Regions from separate parts of the Hordeum vulgare genome. Here regions 1 and 3 are each linked to region 2. Evidence: chromatin contacts called from public Hi-C data. All regions are on one chromosome and are shown on one strand. The core of a region is the stretch at or near the end of the contact, and the rest is flanking DNA. Distances in the headings are between cores, read along the strand shown.

Region 1 (2,774 bases), core at 78-2,577, 230 kb before region 2:
GTACCTGCATAAGGAGACCAATTATCAACCAAACAAGACCATACAGTAATTACTGATCACCATTATTTCTGTAGAATAGACAAGACAAGATTACCAGAAATGCAACGTTGGCCCCACCAGGACAAGCCCCAATAGCGTGAACACAAATGTTCTCTTCAGGTCTAGCTCTGGCACTTTATCAATTACAAGCTTGAACAAAAGAAAAAGTAGATAAAGGATTGTCAATTTACTCAATTACACGTCTGCTCATCCTAAATTTCACATCAAAACTAAGAAGGGATGGTGCTCGTGCATGATCAGAATTACACAAGCACGCATCACGCAGCACAAAGTTTGGGTTTTCTCTTTACTGCTAAACTACATCTGCACTTAACTACAAGTCTACAAGGTGAATGATTCACTGGCAGCAGACATATATGGCATGAAAGGCATGCATGTAGATAATTTACAATACAAGACATACGGCAAAATCGCGATACTGGTACATTCTCGAATGAATAATAGCTCCGGCTTGCATTACCAGACTACATTACTACTGCATACATACATATACTATTCCACCCTGGTTCAGCATGTTTAACAATCAGACTCTTTATTCTTGTGCAATATTACATTGACTGATCTAATTCCTGAAGAATTGTTGACGGTGATGTAATCAATAATCATTCACTAGTGCAAGAAGCCCCAAACAGAACTGAACAAGAGGTCACATCTTGAAACCATAGCTCGGCACTTAACCAACTAACCAGTACCGAACCCATGCTGTATTGCATAATACCACACTCTAACTCTCTAAGGCAGCAAACAATAGCGTTGGCATCGACGAACCTGGCAGATGAGGTCCCCGGCCAGGGTCAGCACAGCAGAAGTGACAGCCTTGGTCGCCACCGGATGCTTGTCAAGAGACAGAAGGTACCTGTCGCGGCCATTTCAACACACCCAGTCTCAGTATTCTACTGAAGCATCAGTACCCACACGGGAAAATTCCCAAGGAATGAAGAAGAGGTCCAACGGAATCACCATGCTACAAGTTGCAAGCCCTTCGCCCGGGCCGCCTCCACTCCTCCAGATGCTGCTGCGGGGGCGGAGCTGCAGCAGGAGGCTGCGTGGAGCGGCTGGAGCCGCGCGAGGCGGCCGCCGCCCTTCCGGGGCTCGACGGCGGCAGGGGCGGTGAACAGGGAGAGGAAGCGGCCCGGTGCAGCGGGCCTCGGGGAGACGATGGGGCGGGGGACGAGGAGGAGCGGGAGCGCGGACACCATCGCCATGGAAGAGAGGATGAGGAGGAGGAGCTTTGGGTTTTGGGAATCGTGCTAGGGTTCTAGAAAATTCCAGAGCCGGAGAGGGGCAGTGAAAGAATAAACTAAACGTGGGCTCATTTGGGCCCATCCGTCTTTCGCGTGAATGAAGTTCGGGCTGTTTCGTCCCCGGCCCGGCCCATTTAGGTGGTCTGCTTGATTGACCTAGCCACGAAGGCGAGAAGGAAACAATCCCGCCACCATCTCGCCGGCATTTCCTCCCACTTGCGGCTGCAGCGGCGGCGGCGGCCACCGCGCCCACCGGTCGTGGAGGCAAGATGTCGTACATGCGAGGCGACCTGCTGACGAAGACGCGGAAACTGGTGAAGGGGCTGGCCAAGCCCGCCCCTGCCTGGTTCAAGGCCATGGAGCAGTCAGTACTCTCTCGATCCCTAGCTCCGCCTCTCCACTTCCGCCATGTTTTTGCTCCGGCCGTTTGATGTTGGTTCGGTGAATTGCGTCGAAATGAGAGATCCAACCTTGGTGATCTACTCATCGCATTTGTCCTCCATATACGGTTGATTGTTAGTACTGTAGTTGGTAAAACTAGGTTTGGTATTCACCACAACATAATCTGTCGGTGGCTCGATATTCTGATTTACTCCCTTACAACCCATAGGAATGATACCATTTCCTTTATCATTTGATTTGTCATGGTTACTTAGATGAAAGAATGCAGAAATGTCCCAATCAATGTAGTCCCATTTCCTAGAGCGAACTTTGCTCTGTTTTGCTTTTCAACCAGACTAGCATGTTTTTCAGAGTTTATTTGCACCTTGTGTGGCAAACCCGCATACATTTTCTATGCAAGCTTCAAACTCCACACCAAAATGTTAAATCTGTGGAATCTTATTTCGGTTATGTTTGATCCAAATATCCTGCAGTTTTTATGTTGATCATTAGCTGTGAGTGGTTTGTGTGAAACACAACGAACTCTACCCTACCCTTTCACCTGGCACATTTGTGGACTGATCACACTATGCAGTGCCATAAGTGTTATTTTACATCATGCACCTTGTCTATAATTTGTTTATCATGGCGCTATTTATCGATGTGCTCCATTTAATAGTTAGGTGAACAGATTTTCTTGGCTTGATTGTTGTCTTCCTTCATGATCTTCATGAAATATCCTACCTGGGGAAGGCAGAAGATATTTGTGGCTGAAGGATTCCTACATTAAGTTTGTCTCATTGGGTCCAATTGCTGTTTGCTGTAAACTTGAATATTTGTGAACTGGAGATGCTTGTCTTAGAGGGTGCTTGGATACGTTTTAGTCCCATGACTAAAAGTAGTGGGACTAAAACTTGCTAGCCTCACCCATGCTTGGATCCAAATACTAAAGAGACTAAAATCAAGTTAATGAGCATTTATTATCCTCCAAACCCTCCAATCCAGAACTCGCCTGTGTTAAAGGAGAGGAGTTAAATGAGGAGAGAGAGGACTAATCCACATTTTAGTAGGGGTACCCCTGACTAAATT
Region 2 (2,885 bases), core at 199-2,698:
TAGATTTACATGGATGGAATTTGCAGTACCAATTCGGGATCACAAAAAGTTTAAAATAAGCTTCTGATCCCTTTGTACACTAAAATCAGCAGAGCAATAATAATACGTAATTCAGAAGAAGCTTGGTCAATTCAAAGTCGCACAGAAATTATAAGATACAGAACAAAACAGAGCACAACATAATCCTACTCACTGCCAAAAGTAAAGAACAAGATGCCAATAGAACGAATTAAGGATGCATGTGACTACATAATTGTTCACCAAAGCCAAAAAACATACCAAAACTGAATCCATGTGTAGCCATCAAGGCTTTGTTGACCATGATGATCCCAACAGATGAGGTGATATTGAAACTCCATGCTGCAAAGTCTAAGGCGGCCTTCTTGTCGGATTTTCTCGGAGAACCCATCCCTATCCCCACAGGTTCAAATCAACACTTGGCGAGCTAGAGTCTCTGAGGCACAAATGCCATTCACACAAGATACAGAGCCCAAGATTTAACTGCAGCAAGGAATTAAAGCCATTTCAGATGATTACACGGTGACCAAACATGGTGCTGCTTGCACCTGAGTTGAATCAAATGTTCCTAGACTAAGCAGAAATTTATCAAAACAGCGTGCACCACTACTATTTTACCTGAGCCCCACTGGTTTTGAACGCAATTAGCAATATATGATACAGGAGCCCTACTGTTTCTTTCTGCTCCACTAAAAACAAGCCCGCTCATGCCCGGATGCAGCTACTCATGAGAACCGAATGCTCTTCCTCCACAAAATAACAGCAGCAACTGCTCCAACAACGCAGCTCTAACCCCAAATCCCTCCTAGCCAAGTAATCCGGCCACGAATCCGAATTCGTGTCTCTACTTGCAAAGTTGATAGACAACAAGCACTATGCGACGTAACAACCCTACTGATCCCGAACGTTCTGCTATGAACAACCCTATTGATCCCGAACGCTCTGCTATGAACAACCCTACTGATCCCGAACGCTTTGCTATGAACAACCCTACTGATCCCGAACGCTCTGCTACACACAACCCTGCGCCCTGCTCGTAGTCCGGATGCTCCTCATCAGGGAGTGCTCCAGGAGCGCAACTCCACACCCCGGAACCCCTCCTAAATCCAGCAAACCGACCAACGAACCCGTCCCCAAATCGCAGCAGCTCGCGCCAAAAACCCGCGCCAGATCGCGCGCGCCCCCGAAAAGGCTGAGGCGGAAAGAGAGGGAGGGGGAGGCGGAATCCTTACTCGAGAAGCGCGGGGCTCGAACCCTCCACCCGTAAATGGCAGATCTCCCGGCGCTCTGATCTGAGATTTGGGGTGGTGTGTCGCCGGGGTGGGGGGTGTGGTGTTCTGTGTGAGTGCTTCGGTTTCTTCCTCGCCCCCTTTTTTCTTTTTTTTGTTCTTGCTTATTATTTTTTCCGCGACGCTCACAACTACCTTCGGGGCCAGATCTGCCCCCCATTTTATAGGCCGCCGGGCGCACGCATTTTTCTGAGCCCAGAGTTTTTATTTACGCTAATCTTAGGGTTTTATCGCTAAGTTCTCCTTGGTTGAACCGCCACGGTTTGGTTTTCATGAAAGTGACAAGAAATCCATGAAGAGAAAACAATAAAGACGTGAGAAGAATATGCAAGGTGTCATGCATAAGAAAATAAACGTCCGGTTTGGATTAGCATCATTTTCACTTCTCACTCCAAGCGACTTGGCACGGCAGTGATACTCCTTTATTGACACCAAGTTTGTTTTGTATCCGATACCATTATCTAGTAAGTTTCATGCCAAAAACTCCTTTCCTAATATACTGAAGTTAAGAATTAGCCACACAAAGAAAAGGGCAGTGCTCTGCGCTGGCGCGCCGGCCGATCCGCCAGCTGCACGCGGGCCGCACCGTTAGATCTTCATGCAGCAAAATTCTCTCGATGCAACAAATTTCGTCCACGATACAACAATTTTCGTCCACGGTTGCAATAAGAATATAGTTGTAGCAAAAAAATATTAACGTGGTCGTAACAAAAAAACAAAGTTGATGATGCGTGGTAGCAAAACAAAAAAAGGGTGTAGCAAAACAATCCGGTGAACTCGGATTGCAACTGTGACGAACGTGTATGCAACTTTTTTAGTGAACGGTTGGGATACCTGTTGTAGAAAAAATTAACACGGTTGTAGCAAAAAACAAAAACACCGGTTGTAGCGAAAAATCCGACGAACTCGAGTTGCTACCAAACGTGGATGCAACTTTTTAGTGGACAGATGTAACAAATGAAAAACTCTTGTAACAAATTTAAACACTAGTTGCAGCAAATTTAAACGAGATAAAAGTTGCATGCCTAATCGGCTCATGCGCGGGTCACGTGCGACCGGCCGAGCGCGCCGTGGCGAAATGTTTCCCCAAAGAAAATGGTGGTAAGAACATCTCCGACAACTTCCTTTGTTCCCTTTGTCTGTGTCAGGAAAGTTCGATAAAAAGGACTTGCTCTGATAACTCCACTTTTTCATCTCTTTTTTATCACCCAATACTTCCCCAAGACCACGGGGACCACGTTTCACCCCACCCGACCCCCCACCTGATGTCCCCTGTTAGTCAAGTGTTGCCCAGCCATCAGAGCAACGCCATCGACCATCGGGTCGTCATAATCTTCCCGCACTCTTCCTTTTCCCTGTGGACCAGCATTGACGCGCCACCTCCTCAGCCTGACCGCCACTCTACCCCTCTGAAATGCAGAGGGTACATAACCACATGGAAGGTGTTTCACACCCGAAACAAACAGACGTTTGTCCTTTGTTTGAAAAGAGAAACTATGAGCATGTGTGTCCCAAGAAAATACCATTAAAATGAAGAGAAAACACTTTGTTTATCATTATATGGTGCATTTTGTGCTA
Region 3 (2,795 bases), core at 246-2,745, 220 kb after region 2:
AATTGGTGTCACCTGGCATGCACACACTAGTACACTCACAGTGGTGCAATGGCTTGTTCCTATTAAGAGGTCTCGAGTGCTTCACTCCGGTAACATACTCGAAGTGGCCCGGCCCCCTTTGGCCGTCGACTTCATTGACAAGGCACACAGGCAGATTTTCAGCCCCTGATGATAGATCCAGCACTATGGCCTTTTCTCTCGTGGCACGGTTCGCCTTCCACTTGTTTGTCATCTTCCAAACTGAAATCCCGTCAGGCTGCCCCGGCTCCCTCCTCAGCCTGTGCTTGAACACACTGAACCCGTTCTTGGCTCTGTCCATCCAGGAGTCCTCGATGCGATACACTCCATCGTAGATGTACACCTTGCCTCCTGAGATGGAGAAAGGGTCCCGTGCACTGCGCACCACCCTGATCTGGTTCTTCTTGCTGGCGCTGTTGCTGAGAGCAAGGTTTCCTTTCTCCAGCTTCTGGTCGTGCTTCTCCTTGCGCCGGCTGTTACCTCCTTGGCCCGTGTACACCAGGGTGTCAGTCTCATCTTCAACGTTCTCGTATCCGCCTGACGAGATGATGCTCACGGCCAGGCTCTCGTCCCTCCCGGCAAACTTAGCTGACAGGTAGTCGATGCCGGCCATCGATGGTGCATGCAGTCCCACGATGCACATCTCAATCCTGTAGAAAAAGATTTCTCCGATTTCGACACCCGGGACGGGCCCTATCGTCTTGAGTTGATTGATCCTCAGGTTGTTATGGTTCATGAGAACACTGGCCTTGAGGTCTGCGCGCCTGCCCAAGCCCTCCTTCTCATCCAGCTGCAGCATCCGGCGCCGGAGCGAGTCGAACATGGCCATGGCCGCTTCCACCGCCTCCCTTGGGTTGTCCGATGTGGAGGGCCAGCCGGCGAGCCCCTTGCTCAGGCTCCTCCTGATCGGTCTATGCTTGATGTTGGCTGCAGTGGAGTCCCCTTTTGTCTTGTGGGTAGCTGCAGTGGAGTCTCCAGCCTGCCGAGCCTTCTTGGTTGTCCTCTTGGGTGAAGATGAAGATGGCTTCCTCTTCTCGGAAGCAGGAGTGTAATCTTCATCCGAGGTTTCCTCCTTGGGCCGCCGCGCGGGAAATGCTGCCGAGATTGGCGTAGCCTTGAGAGGAACTGCAGACCCTGGCCCAGCAAATGAAGCTGGACCTGGCCCAGGGCGTTGTTGTTGTGGTGGTTGTGGTGAGGAGCAGAACCCTGGTGGCGGCCCATCAAATGAAGCTGGAGCTGGCCCAGGGTGTTGTTGTTGTGGTGAGGAGCAGAACCCTGGTGGCGGCCCATCAAATGAAGCTGGAGCCGGCCCAGGGTGTTGTTGTATTGGTGTGATGTAGACGAATGGTGGGTCGGATGATCCAGTGGTCACCACATCATACCCTGGAGGGGTAGGGAACATCGGCGCCAGTGAGTGCAATGGCTTCAGGTCCAGGGGCTGCTCCTCGGTTTCTGCTTCATCGATCAAGCTCCCCATGGTGAACTCCTGGCAGTAAGCAATAAACATGTAAATTCAGAAAACAGTATCATCTTATGAACTGAGAAAACAGGACAAAACTGTATCTTGTGAAGTGAAATGCAGCAACACGGAGACAGAAAACTTGCATATTTTGATCACTACGTTTGTTGGCTGGGTGTAATTAATATGAATGTTTATGCGATGGTGGCAGTGTAAAAATGGCATGTTGACTGACGAGAAGGATTTGCTTGATATCTTTTTTACAATTGTTATTAAAACAAGCGTGACACCGATTGAACAATTGTCCACTGTAATCTTTTCTTTTGAAGAAAAGATAGATAGAGAGAGAATAAATCTGTAAATTCAAGCAATGATAGAGTATGAAGTTTTGAACTGAAAGAACGGGATCCTGTCAAACGCAGCAAGCAGGAACAGAGCAATCTTCTTTTCTATATCGAAACAAAAGAAAGAGAGGAAAACACACTCTTTGTCGAAGTATCCATACCATGTGAATGTAGTACAGATTGTGGTTGTTTTAAGTATTAGACCGGCAGAAAACACATCTATTTCGGCATGCTACGTTGTACGTACGTTCCATCTTCCTTTCCTCCTCGCATATTATGAACCAAAAAGGCCGGCATCGACAGAAAGTAGAAACAAAGTTAAATAAGAGGAACGTTGCTGAACCCAGGAAAGAGTGGCCATTTCTCCACAGGTATGATCATCTAAAACCAAAAGCTGCTAGTACTACCCAAGAACGCCAGAAAAGGAAATCACAACAGAGATTTGCCGGGAGATAGAGACTGACCTTGAGGACGTCGTCGAAGCAGAAGCTCTTCCTCTCTCCACCGAAGCGCTCGCTGGTCTCACTTCTTTGGAGGCCACAGTCTCGTGGTGCGGTGGGGTAAAAAAGGGCACGCCACTTACCTGTGCTACCGCTTGGGGCCCCCCTCCCCTCGGAGAAGCCGTTTCCGTTCTCAGGGCCTACACGTGTGTACTGCCAGGCGGTCGTGTCACCGGTCACGCGTTGGCAAGGCTTGCCTCTTGGGCTTCTGCGCTTTCACTGTCCACCGTTGGACCGGTCTCGAGATCCGTGCTGCTTGAACCAGCTGGAGACGGTTCGACAATGCTCACCGGTGGCAGGTTTATTAACTCCGGTATCGGCCCCTCAATGTCACTTCACTTCACTTCAGCCTGGCAAAAATGTTATTCACTTCAGCGAAAGATCGAAAGTGTGAAATACACAAACTTACACGCTTTAGAACAAGTATAATAGTATAGTCACCTGCTGGCTATAAGTCATTAACATGTCATCTAT

What was found. Hi-C and Micro-C count contacts between places; a contact is called where the count stands out from the background.
Region 1: a Hi-C map of seedling shows a contact between it and region 2, with 3 times the contacts expected there. The contact joins the promoter of LOC123451872 here to the promoter of LOC123394953 in region 2. A contact is called at or near these places in 2 of 6 Hi-C or Micro-C datasets (leaf and seedling).
Region 3: a Hi-C map of seedling shows a contact between it and region 2, with 4 times the contacts expected there. The contact joins the promoter of LOC123395829 here to the promoter of LOC123394953 in region 2. A contact is called at or near these places in 2 of 6 Hi-C or Micro-C datasets (leaf and seedling) and 1 of 1 datasets of contacts at active chromatin or transcription factors (embryo).

Annotation. Positions count from the first base shown.
Region 1 is chr5H:311,865,065-311,867,838 of MorexV3_pseudomolecules_assembly, reverse strand. It overlaps LOC123451872 (protein sym-1), which reads right to left and starts at 1,327. Exons shown (of 8, transcript XM_045128419.1): 1 at 1,021-1,327; 2 at 829-916; 3 at 95-189; 4 at 1-4. The coding sequence starts at 1,265. It overlaps LOC123451873, which reads left to right and starts at 1,485. Exons shown (of 4, transcript XM_045128420.1): 1 at 1,485-1,668. The coding sequence starts at 1,574.
Region 2 is chr5H:311,630,758-311,633,642 of MorexV3_pseudomolecules_assembly, reverse strand. It overlaps LOC123394953 (UDP-rhamnose/UDP-galactose transporter 6-like), which reads right to left and starts at 1,448. Exons shown (of 6, transcript XM_045089858.1): 1 at 1,251-1,448; 2 at 280-501. The coding sequence starts at 409.
Region 3 is chr5H:311,410,959-311,413,753 of MorexV3_pseudomolecules_assembly, reverse strand. LOC123395829 (histone-lysine N-methyltransferase, H3 lysine-9 specific SUVH1-like) reads right to left here and starts at 1,495. Exons shown (of 2, transcript XM_045090864.1): 1 at 1-1,495. The coding sequence starts at 1,495.